Linked DNA regions of Mus musculus: region 1 is linked to region 2. The links are chromatin contacts, called in public promoter capture Hi-C maps. All regions are on one chromosome and are shown on one strand. The core of a region is the stretch at or near the end of the contact, and the rest is flanking DNA. Distances in the headings are between cores, read along the strand shown. Region 1 holds the start of Alkbh6 (alkB homolog 6). Region 2 holds the start of Dyrk1b (dual-specificity tyrosine-(Y)-phosphorylation regulated kinase 1b).

The links. Promoter capture Hi-C pulls out the DNA fragments that hold promoters and counts their contacts.
Region 1: a contact with region 2 is called in a promoter capture Hi-C map of second pharyngeal arch cranial neural crest. The contact joins the promoter of Alkbh6 here to the promoter of Dyrk1b in region 2. A contact is called at or near these places in 3 of 39 promoter capture datasets (cranial neural crest, liver and second pharyngeal arch cranial neural crest), 1 of 115 datasets of contacts at active chromatin or transcription factors (embryonic forebrain) and 1 of 9 other capture datasets (adipose tissue).

Annotation. Positions count from the first base shown.
Region 1 is chr7:30,305,602-30,311,532 of GRCm38.p6, forward strand. Alkbh6 (alkB homolog 6) reads left to right here and starts at 3,152. Exons shown (of 7, transcript NM_198027.3): 1 at 3,152-3,233; 2 at 3,880-3,958; 3 at 4,385-4,453. The coding sequence starts at 3,905. It overlaps Clip3 (CAP-GLY domain containing linker protein 3), which reads left to right. Exons shown (of 14, transcript NM_001360763.1): 13 at 158-230; 14 at 1,205-2,766. The coding sequence ends at 1,259.
Region 2 is chr7:28,177,864-28,184,145 of GRCm38.p6, forward strand. It overlaps Dyrk1b (dual-specificity tyrosine-(Y)-phosphorylation regulated kinase 1b), which reads left to right and starts at 2,453. Exons shown (of 11, transcript NM_001271370.1): 1 at 2,453-2,563; 2 at 3,646-3,809; 3 at 4,498-4,617; 4 at 4,716-4,904; 5 at 5,201-5,348. The coding sequence starts at 2,485. It overlaps Fbl (fibrillarin), which reads left to right. Exons shown (of 9, transcript NM_007991.3): 7 at 342-454; 8 at 1,035-1,180; 9 at 1,268-1,406. The coding sequence ends at 1,292.

The DNA.
Region 1 (5,931 bases), core at 1,902-4,401, 2.1 Mb after region 2:
ATAAGAGGTTCAAGAACATGTAGATGATGAAGGGGTCTAGTCAGGGTCTGGAGACATGGATAGATATGACTGTGTATGTGTGTGTGGGGGGGGAGGGTTGTCAATAACACAGGTGACTTAACTGTCACCTCCCTTGAGACTTTGCCTTCTTCTCTAGTGACACAGCCCAAACGCACCTTTACGACAGTCCGGACCCCAAAGGACATTGCGTCAGAGAACTCTATCTCCAGGTGTGTGGCTCACCTTCTAGCAGAGGGTTAGAGATGCCTGCAAGGCCACTGGCGGTGGTGTGCAAGGCCCTCCTTGGGTTGGAAATGGAAGTTCAGTTGTAAGTAGAATGGATGTGGGTGTTATGTCTGTAATCCCAGCACCCAGCAGACAGGAGGATCAAGGATTCCATGCCTTCCTGAGCTACATGGTGTGAGACTGTCTCATTCATGAAACCCACTTTAAAAATGAGAAAGAAGGAAAGGGGAAAGAGGCAGGTGGCTCTCTCTGGGTTCTAGGACATCTTACAACTTGGTCTACAAAATGAGTTCCAGGACACAGGGAGACACAGAGAGACACGGAGAGAAGCTTGCCCAAGAAAACAAAAACAAACAAACAAAAAACCAAACCCAAACCCAAACCCAAAAAGCCAGGCAGAGATGGTGCACACTTTTAGTTCCAGCACTAGGGGGCAGAGCCAGCCTAGTCTACAGAGCAAGTTCTAAGACAGCCCAAGCTACACAAAGAAACCTTGTCTTGGAAAAACAAGCCAAAACAAACCAAAGACCAGACAGACAGAGTATGCCATTCTTGTCTTGTACAGTGGCTCATGCAGCATAGGGAGGCTGAGGCAGAAGGATTGTCCCCAGCCTGAGAACAGCTTGGAGTATATAGCGAGGAGACCCTGCCGTGCAAAAACAGCAAAGGAGGAAAGGAGGGGAGAGAGCATCTTTAGAAAGCAAGGCTTGCCTGGCTTCTGGAGACTTCAGCTGAGGAAGCAGAAACCTCCCTCCCCCAACATGTGCACGTGCACGCACGCGTGCACACACACACACACACACACACACGCGTGCGCGCACACACACACACACGCACGCACACACCGTCCAAGCGTACACAGGCACAGCCAGAGGAAGAACGCCAGGCACAGAGGTGAAGTGAGGGAGCCAGATGCCCACACCTACACCCCACCTGACTGTTCTTCTTCCTCTTCTAGGTTACTCTTCTGCTGCTGGTTTCCTTGGATGCTGAGGGCAGAGATGCAGTCTTAGAGGCCCTGGATACCTAACACAGAGACAGAGTCCCCTCTAGCATCTCCTAACACAAGGAGCCCCCCCAGCCATCCCAAGATAGAGATTCCCAGTGACTTCAGAATAGAAACCCCGTTAGCCAGCCCTCGATTACTGAGGTCCCATTATTAACAGATCTCCCACCACGACGACTCCCTAAATACAGACCTCATGTTTCCCAAAAGAGATTCCCTGAGTAGCACCTTCAGGCTAGTCCCTGTCCCCTACTCCTCAGAGCAGATTCCCCCCAATAAACATTTTCCACTTCACCCAAGGGATGCTGACCCTCTCCACAACAGGACGTTCTTGAGTTACCAGTGAATTAGAGTCCCATGAATGAAGACCCCCCACCCTGGTTCTCCTTAAGCATAGGTCATACTTCCAGAATAGCCAGCCACATCACTGTCCCCATTTAACATCAGTCTCCTCAAAATGTTGTGACCCCAAGGTCACCAGAAAGCCCTTATATTCTACTCTCCTTATCAGAGATGCCCCCCATTCACTTAAGTCCCTGTTCTCACCCCTGAACAAGACACCCACTTAGTCGGCCCACTCACCCCAATTTACAAACACCAAAACCGTCCTGGAAGCATGAATTACAGGACAGCAAGTCTTCCTGCCCTCTGTACCCTGAGAAACCCCCAGTGCCTTGTATGAAGCCCACCCCACATGGCCCACAGTCCCTGTGCTGGCCAAGGCTCCCAGAAAATTCTCTATTTTTTAAAGTGATAACTTCCCCCCTTTGGGGGGAAATCCCCAAATTTGGAGGCCCCATTCTAGAACTCTGGGGAGTTCAAATTCCAGAGAGAATATATATTATATATGTCCCCAAATTTCCCATCCCTCCAAGCCCCACGATCTCTAGAAGACCCCAAATTTCTAATTCCCAGGACTTCCCTACCCAAGTAACAGAATCTTCAAATCCCCAGGGAATCCCAAACTTAAGACCCCAATCCCAAGCCCTCAGGAAACCCCAACTACAAGGTCCTAAGGACTGGGAGGAAGGACCCTGTTGCCAGGCTCTCAGGGCATCTCAAACCTGACTCCCAGGCACCAGGAGACCCCAAACAGGAAGTCCCATCTTTGGAACAAGGATAGAGGACTCTAATACTCTTAGTCCATGGATCATCTAATCTCTCAACCTCCAAATTCCATGGGCCCCAGCTTCAAGGGAACCCCCAAGTCCCAAATCTCTGATTACTAATATGTGCAGGGCCCCAGGGCTCTAACAGGACCCCAAGTCATGGAGTCCCTACTTCAATCTACCTTCCGGTCACAGGTCCAAGACACTAAATCTGAGTCATTGGCCCCAAAGGACTTCACAGCTCCTGGGCCAGACCAACAGCCTGCGGGAGAACCTGAGGGCCCCATAGGTCCAGAGCAGACCTGGGGCCCTGACCACCAAGGACAGCTCACGACTGCCCCTTCACTGCATGTCCCTAAAATCAGCATGACTCCTGTCCTCTTCAATAAAGACGTTTCTATGGCCTTCTTGTGTCAGGTCACTGGGGGGTTACTGCATTGACCCTGTGCCCTTGCTGGGTAAGAATGGCAGAAGGTTTGTTTGTTTGTTTAATGTCCTGTCCCTGTGTCAGTGACATAGGACTTACAACTTGACCTGCAGAAGGCTAAGCCCTTCACGCTCCTTTCCTGCAGTCGCCCTCGCTGTGGGTCTCAACTGAGTCCACAAGGACACGCAGGTCTGTTAGGTTCTGGAGTACTGATTGGTAGGAACCAGGCGAAGTCCCGCCTGAGTTTAGGACACAACCTATGCCTGAGCGAGGATGGCGGATGCTGAGTGAGAGCGTGGATAGGCTGGAGGGCGGGCCCTTAGGTTCTCTGAGTATGCCCAGTGGTCTAAACCTTCCTGCGTCAGTAATGCTTGGCGGAAGTGGCAGGGGGGGCGTGCGAGGATGCGCGCGTTGAGTCTGGATATCCGAGAAGACGCTGTAGACGGTCAGATTTATTTTGGGGAGAGAGGGGAGTCTTGGGGACGGGGGGAGCGGTAGGAGTGAGTGTCCAAAGGACTGAATGTGGAGGTCTAAGGCGACTCAGGGTGAGAGCTCTAGGGGGCTCAGTGTGGAATCCTGACACTCAGGGTCTGAGAGGTTCTACAGGGGAAGAAACTTTGGCAATCTGGCTCAGATCTGAGGGTGCTGAAGTGGGTTCTGAGTGGGGAGATAAGAGGAAGCTGGGAGTGGACAAGTCTGAGAAAGCTCAGAATGGGAGATGTGAAGGAGCCGAGGTGAGAGGAGGGAGGGTCTTTAGGCTCGGAGGGACCTGTGCTTACGATTGCATTCGAGAGAGGCTTCATGTGTGGGCGCGTTCTCTGTGATGCTTGGGAAGAAGATTCACGTATACTTTGGTGGGCAACGGTGGACAGAGCGATGGAGGATTTTACTGACTGCTGATATCCGGGCTGGGAAATGGGGGTCGCGGGACGGGGAGTGATCTTCGGGTGGCTTTGAGAAACTGAAGACTCCAGCGTTGAAGATTGGAGTTTATAGGAAGTCTGAGGGTAGGGTCTGGCCCCTAATGGGCTGGAAGGAAGGCTGGTCACAGCTTGAAGATAGGAGGCTTAGTGACTTCCTCCTCCCCACAGGACGGCGCACAAGGAGTTGGTATCCATGGAGGAGCAGGACGCCAGGGTCCCAGCACTGGAACCTTTCAGGGTGGAACAGGTTGAAAAGGCTGGGGTGTAGAGGAATGTGGGAACGATGGGTGTGAGGTGGGTGGAGTGACAGACTCATTCCTGGGTCTCTTGGTTGGACTGCCCCAGCTCTCCTCAGAGTATAGCCGGCTGCCCCACTTCCAATATGCAGTTTCATAGGCCATCCCAAGTCTCTCTCCAAAGGGAAAGGTTGCCCAGTCACGATAGGATCCCTGTGTTGGGCAAAGCTGTTCTTAACCTTGCTAGCGCTGGGACCCTTTAATATAGTTCCTCATGTTGTGGTGATTCTCCCCTCCACTATAAAATTATCTTTGTTGCTACTTCATAACTATTTTATGAATCATAATGTAAAGGTCTGTACTTCGTGATGGTCAGCAGGGGGTCGCGACCCACAGGTTGAGAACCACTGTCCCAACGGTAGTTCTTAATTTTATAGGCGCCACCTCTAATCTACTATGTCCCTGACTTCATCTCCAAGGAAGAAGAGGAATATTTGCTTCGACAGGTACCTCTTTCTCTCTCTCGCTCATTTTTAGCGTGTGTGTTTGTGTATGTGTGTTTGTTTCTGTGGTCACATGACATAAACATAAACGTTTATTGGGGGAGGGGTCATCCGTCCTTCTTGGCTGCTGCTTTCCTCATGGCTGCCAGCACGTTGCTCACCTCTTCCTACTTCCCCTTCGCATGGGTGTTCGTGCCCACCCTCTTCTTGATGAACCTGAGTGCCCACTTGTCCTTGGAGACCTTGAGCAGCCCCATGGCACGCTGCTCAGTGGGCACGGAGCTACACACCTCCCGGGTCATGTCTCACGTGACCTTGGTGTACTCGGTGAGGGGCCATGGCACTGGCTGTGCCTCGGCTTGCTGATGTTATTCTGTCACCTTGCAGCCCTTGTTGAGACCCAGGGCCATGGCTGCTGCTCTCCTATGGGGCTGGAACAGGACCCCCTCCCCTGCCTTTCTTGTCTTCTCATAATTCCTTCCCGACACTCAGCCCCTGTATGAGAACCCTGGAACTGGGAAACCCCTGGCAAGGAGAGTACCTTTGCACACTCCCATACTCCTCATTCCTCTTTCTGACATTTCTAGCTCTGTCTGAAAGAGCTTTCTTAGCCAAGTGTAGAGGCGCACACACTTGCAATCCTGGCTACGGAGGCTGAGGCAGGAGGATCCCAATTTGAGGCCTTTTGGTTTTTTAGATTTTTTTTTTTAATTTCATGAGTGTGTGTTTGTTTTGTTGGCAGGTATGTCTGTGCACTACCTCTGTACAGTGTCTAAGAAGGCTAGAAGAGGGTGTTGCCTCTCTCCTGAAACTGGAGTTACAGATGGGCGTGAGCGGCCACGTGGGTGCTAGGAAGTGAACCTGGGTCCTTGGGCAAGAGCCGCAAGTGCTTTAAACCACTGAGCCAGCTCTCTAGCTCTGTATCATGAGGTCTGGTTTGAAACAAAGCAAACAAAATAAACAAGAAAGAGGTTCCTTAGAGGCTTAGGAAAACTAAAATGTGTGTGTGTGTGCTTGTGCATACACGTGTGTGTGGGTTGGTGCATGTGCATATGTGTGCATGTATGTGTGTGTGTGTTCTTGCTGTGGCGTACAGCTAGGCACACACTGTACCATCATGACACACCTCCACCAGCCTAAGGGCACACTTATAAAGTTCAAATTCCCTGCACTGAGATAGTCCAGTCTAACCTCTAAAACAAGGTGTCATTGACAGGAATAGCCCAGTGCAACCCCAGAGCCTTGGGAACAAAGGATCAGAGCTCATTTTCCCTGTGTTGAGACATCTCAGGTTGGGTGTGGTGGCTCATGTCTGCAGTGCCAGCTCTGGGAGGGAGGATGCAGGAGACTCAGGCATCCACAGCCATTCTCAGTTTTGTGGAGATTTTGAGAGCAGTCTTGGATACATGATACTCTTTCCCCACTCCCCCCAAATCTGGGCCTATACTACACCAAGAGTAAATTCCCATTTGCAGCTGTGG
Region 2 (6,282 bases), core at 1,203-3,702:
CTTGTCTTTTTGATGACATGTCTGTCTCCCCCCAGACCCGGGAGGATCTCGAGGGCAGGGTCCGGGTCTGACTCGTCTCTGTGTCCCCCACGCCCAGCCCAGGGCTGGCCACAGAGTAGGTGGCAACCATTGGTTTACAACAGGAGTGGATGAGTGATGTGACTTTCGTGTTCTGGATCCACCTTTGGGGTGCTTTGGAGGGAGGCTGTGTGGTGGGGGGTAAGACTGGAGGCAAGAGAGTCCCAGGAACCTGGTGGTGAAGGAGCACAGGCCCTGTTGGGAGGCTCTGGGGAGCTCTCTGCTGCCTTGTTTGTAGTAACCGCTGTCCCTTTTTTCCTTAGCAATGGTGGATGTCATCTTTGCCGATGTGGCCCAGCCAGACCAAACCCGAATTGTGGCCCTGAACGCCCACACCTTCCTGCGGAATGGAGGACACTTTGTGATTTCCATTAAGGTATGGGTCTTGCCATGTAAGGTTGAGTAACCCTAGAGTGTGGTGTGGGTGCTTTGTCTCTGTGGCTGAGCAGGTTATGGCGCCTTAGCCTATCTGACTTGTTTATTAGTCCTCCTTATGGCTGAAATAAAGACTGATAGCTGCTAAGCATTTGGAGCAGATTGTGGGGTACAATATTAACTGCAGCAGGTACATTTTTCAAAACATTTTAATTTTAAATAGGGAAAACTCTCGCGCATCCTCACCATGTTCAAAACTGGCCAACCTATTGCTACACTTGTTTTTGGGTTTTTTTTTTGTTTTGTTTTGTTTTTGTTTTTTCAAGACAGAGTTTTCTCTGTATAGCCCTGGCTGTCCTGGAACTCAACTCTGTAGACCAGGCTGCTATTGCTACATTTGTTCTGTTTTTGCCAGCTGGGCTTCCAGGATATGGAAGAAAATTCCTGACCTTAAACACTGCCTTAGATAAATGAAATAACCTGTTTCCAATGTGAGCCAAATTAAAACTTCTTTAATGAAGTTAGAAAATTGGGAAAGCCTGGGTCTCCAAATCTGTAACTTAGTCCTGACTCCTTTCTAGGCCAACTGCATTGACTCCACTGCGTCAGCAGAGGCTGTGTTTGCATCTGAAGTGAAGAAGATGCAGCAGGAGAACATGAAGCCGCAGGAGCAGCTGACGCTAGAGCCTTATGAGCGAGACCACGCCGTGGTTGTCGGTGTGTACAGGTGAGTGTCACAACAGACCTCTCCCTTACCTGTGGCCCTGAGAAGCCAAAAGTGGTTACAACTCGACCCCCTCTGATTTCCTCACAGGCCACCTCCCAAGGTGAAGAACTGAAACTCAGAGCTGTCTGGATTGAAGAGATGTGTGTTGTTACTGTTGCACGTGTGGCTTGTGATTTTTTGGGGGCGGGGGAGTTGTTTTGTTTTTCTATTAAAAGACTCATCTGTCTCCCCTGTCTGGTGCCTATTGCTAAGTGGCCTCGAGACGCATGCGCCCTTGATCAACTTTGTGTGCTTCGGGGGGTGGTGCCTGGAAAGTTTCATCCGGTCACATGGTGCATGCTCCATTGGTGGCTGCTCCGCACGTGCGCGGCTCAGCACCCTTAAGGCGCAGGCGCACTGTGCTCCGCTAGGTCACGTGAATGATGTGGGGGCGGAGCCGGGGCAGGGGGGCCGGTTTGTTGTGGTCGCCATTTTGCTGGTTGCATTACTGGGTAATCGGGGCCCTGGCTCGCCGCGTCCACCGGACACCCTCAGCCAGTGGGCAGGTCTGAGCTCGGGCTCCCCGAGCAGTTTGAATCCCCTTACCCACGCCCTCAGGTAAGGGTGCTGCGACGGGCGGGGCGGCACGCTTGGGTGGGGGGCAGGCCGGGAACCGCCCTGCCCGTCCCCGCGAGATTTAGCAAGGGAAAGGAGGGGGCTTTGGGCCGTTGCAGCGGAGTCCGGCTCTTCATAGCTGGATTCCTGGAAGAGGCTGAGCCCGAGGGAGCCGTCCTGAGAGGGAGTCGGGGAGGGGGCAGCCAGGCCCCACTCCCGCCCTTTGTTTGGGCTCGGCTGCGCTGGCCGCTTCGCTGTCGCCTAGCAACAGCTGCCCTGAGTGCTAATTGGTTAAGCTCTTGGCAGCAACAACCAATGGCGCGGTTGTTGCCATGGGAGGTGCGGCCTGCCGGGCTCTCTTGGGCCCCGCCCGCCGGGACTCCACTGGCCGGGGCGGGCCTGCCGGGTGGGGGGCGGGACGCCAGGGTCCCTGGGGGCGGGTGGCCACGCGGGGCGGGGCTGGGCCGTAGGGCGAGGGTTAACCCGCCCCTCCCCCGTCCACCTGCTGTCCCCTTCCCCCGCGTGCCCTGGTCTGACCCTCGTCCCCTCCTTTCCCCGCCCCTCCCCCTCGGTGGCAGTGGCGGCGGCTGCTGTTGTCACCCACCGGGCCGCCTGTCCCGCTTGCCCTCACCGCCGCGGGGCTGGCTAGGCTAGCCGGGCCGGGGACAGGCGGCCACCTCCTCATCGCCGCCGCCACCACCACCGCCGCCATGCTGGCCGCTCGCCCACCGCACTGGGGTCCCCATCGCGCTCCAGCCCCCCGTGGGCCCAGCGCCATCCCTGACCCGGGTAGGGGTGGGAGCTGTAAGAGCTGGTCCTAGTGTGGGAGGGCTCGGGAAGAGGTTGTTTATCTGTGAAGCCCCAATAAAGGGGACCTGGAGTGGCAAGACATAGCATAGAAGGGGATCTGACAAGGGGGAGGCTCCTAAGAAGGGGATTTTGTTCCGAAGGACACTTTTAGTGAGTGAAGTCTTGTGCGATATTTAGGGATTTGGCTGTCAGGCCCTTCTAGGAATAGGCTCAATTGTGGAATGACCCAGCGTAGAAATAGAGGAGCTAGCAAGGACCTCAGGGTAAAGAAGAAAAAGACCGTGACTCTTAGATGTTGAAAAATGACACCTCTCCCTTGTTTTCCTGAGGAGTAGGGGTCTTGGAGTAATGGGGGAATCCTAGTGGGATAAATATAGACTGCTTAAAAGAAGGATCTCTGGTTCCAGAGACCTCATATAGGGAGCAGGGAGCGGTCTTGGAGTATGGAGTCGGTCCCAGGGGAAAGTGCCGAGGTGGTTGAAACATCTATAGCTTGCATGTAAAGGAGTTCTCAGATAACCTTGGGTTTGCTGGGAGGTCCATAAGGACTGCTATGTTCTTTAGAATAGAAAGAAACTAGTGGGTAGACTGGGCTTGAAATTGGGCCCTTGGTGTTGAGGGAAGACGGTGTGAGGGCGGGGCCTTATCTGAGGGACTCAGGCTGGCCACCAGTAAAATTTTGAAGGACTGAGTTCTACTGCCCAGACTCTACACGGTTTCTGCCTTCTTTTGCTCTCCTAATTCCTGGCCTCTTTCTATCCCTCCTGCCCTGGCCTTGTACCCACCCTCTCCCACCCCTGTCTGGCTCTGATGGCTCCCTTTTACATCTCTGGATGTGATGCTTCATTCATTTTTTTTGGCTCCTCATTTGTTGAGAGACACGCTGTGCTAACCCACTTGCTACCCTTTCTGTTTGTACATGGCTACCTGGTGCTGGTGCTCTGCCCTGTCCCCTGTCTCCCCCTGGTCCTGCCCCTAACTCATACCCACCTCTTCTGACTGACCCTGACCTACATGCCTTCTTGTTCCATGTTGTCTTCCCACTTCCTACCTGCTCTCAGGTCTCAGCGGCGGTGGCAGCCGAGGTGCAGGATGCGAGAAGGCGCCCCCCGGCCGGGCTCCCGCTCCAGGCCTCACGCCCCTGCGGCCCTCTGAGCCCACCATGGCCGTCCCACCAGGCCATGGTCCTTTCTCTGGCTTTCCGGGGCCCCAGGAACACACACAGGTAGGCATTCAGCTGGCTTCTCACCTGCCTGAGGATTGAAGGGTCTCCAGACAAGAGCATGATTGTTGGAGGATCTCTGGGGACTTTGGAGGCCTCACAGTCCACCCTCATTCCTGCTGAGGACGGAATCCTTGAGCTTCTCCGTGGCCTGCCCTCTCACAGCATGGTTTTGAAGTGTAATGTGTGTCTTGGGTCAGAACTGTCACTGGCACAGAGCAGACAGGAACACAGGTCTGAAGGTTCACAACAAGAACGAGGTCTGGAGTAAGGGGCATGAGAGAGATGTCGAGGGGGGTGGAAATGAGAATAAGCTGAGACCAGGGAGACTAACCCAGTCCAGGAGCTTTGTAACTGGGCAGAAACACTCACTTGAGAGTGAGGACATGGATACAGGGAATTCATTGGCATGGTTCCCCATAATGGTGGTCTCAGGTGCAAAGATTCAGGGGTAAACACCCAGATATGGAGCAAAAGAGCTGACCTGGGGCAGAATGGAAGGCCAGAGGTAAATCACTCATTTCACATAATGAACAGATGAATGGGGAGCCCACACAGTGTGCTTGTGCTCTACAGGTGGGATCGGAGCTAGAGAAATGTAGGCATGGTCAGTGAGTCGTCAGCTTTCCCATTCTCTCCCTGGAAGTTGAGGTGAAGGCTTGTGCTCAGCATCTGCTCCGCTCTACCACAGGTACTACCTGATGTGCGGCTCCTGCCCCGGAGACTGCCCCTGGCCTTCCGGGATGCGGCCTCAGCCCCGCTGCGCAAGCTCTCGGTGGACCTCATCAAGACCTACAAGCACATCAATGAGGTAAAGCGGGGAATGGACTTCCCTGGTTGGGTGTTGCAAAGGGTCCTGGCTTCTTGCCCGGGTCACTTAAGGGTCCGGTTTCCTGGCTGCCTGAGCAGGTATACTATGCGAAGAAGAAGCGGCGGGCCCAACAGGCGCCACCCCAGGACTCGAGCACCAAAAAGGAGAAGAAGGTCCTGAACCACGGTTATGATGACGACAACCACGACTACATTGTGCGCAGTGGCGAGCGCTGGCTAGAGCGCTATGAGATTGACTCTCTTATTGGCAAAGGCTCCTTTGGCCAGGTGTGGGACTCCCCACTCATCCAGTATCTGGATGCAGACAACCACTAACATTCCCAACATTCCCTCCTCCCCGAGTGGTTCACTGGTTCACTTGCTGCAAGTTCTGTCCTGGACCAGCCAGTCAAGCCACTTAGTTTCCCTCTTAGTTCTGTATGAGTATAAATCACAAGGCTTCTTGTAAGAAAACTGTTATTTTGTATCCAGTATAAGGGATGTGAGCACTGGGCTGTGAGTTGTTAGAAAGGTGTGGCTGGTGGGCCTCCCACCTTCCCAGGTAACTCTCCTTGTCTCGACAGGTGGTGAAAGCCTATGATCACCAGACTCAGGAGCTGGTGGCCATCAAGATCATCAAGAACAAAAAGGCCTTCCTGAACCAGGCACAGATTGAGCTACGGCTGTTGGAGCTGATGAACCAGCATGATACAGAGATGAAGTACTACATAGGTGAGGCCTGGGCTTGGGCAGGTGCAGGGTGCCTGTGGGAGAGAGACCTCCACGAGGGTCTTTGGGCTTCTCATCCTTTGATTCTCCTGCTGTGCTCAGGATTTCTCTCTTGTGCTCACTGAGGGCCAGATTGTGTTGCAAACCCTTGCTTTGAATTACCTCCCCGCAGCTGGTGAGGGACGGGGCAGCTCTGAGTACATGTTGGAGAGACTGAGGCACTCAGTGCTCTCACATCAGACTCAACAGCTGAGGATGTGAAAAGCAGTGGCCTCTAGAGCTCTGGCTCTTGAGATATGTCCCAGTCTTCAGTTCCTCTGGAAAGGGACTCTGTAGAGGACAGCCAGTATCCCTTGGCACATGGGTAGACACAGCAAAGACGAGAGCAGGCTCTTTTGGTAGTTCGGGTTTTGGTGATGGTGATACTTTTGGAGGTTTTGCTTTGCTATTCTGGGGATCGAGCCCAGTGCTTTATATGTAATAGGCAAACAGGTCCTCCCCTCAACCATCCCCACCCCAGAACATCTCCAGACCTTTTGTTACTTGACTATTTTGAGATAGGGTCTCAGTAAATATATCCAGATGAACCTTGAGCTAACAGTCTTCGTGCATCAGTGTACAAAGACCTGGGTCTCCATGCCTACACCCCAGGCCTGATTCAGTGTTGTCAAATGAAGTGAGTAAATGTGGAGCTGTTTTGACGCTTTATTAGGAGGGAACAGTACCTTTTATTTCCCTTTGCAGTGCTGGGGCCTGAACCCTGGGCCTTGTGCTTGCTAGGCAAGCGTGCTGCTGCCCTTTGGTCATCCCATAATCTACGCTAGAGTAACCCTAGATTATATCATCCTTTGGGGTTTTGGAACTGGAAGGTGTGAGAGACGCAAGAGAATTAACATGCCTTGGAAGTCCAGTGAGTTGGTGTAGAAACACCTGAGGG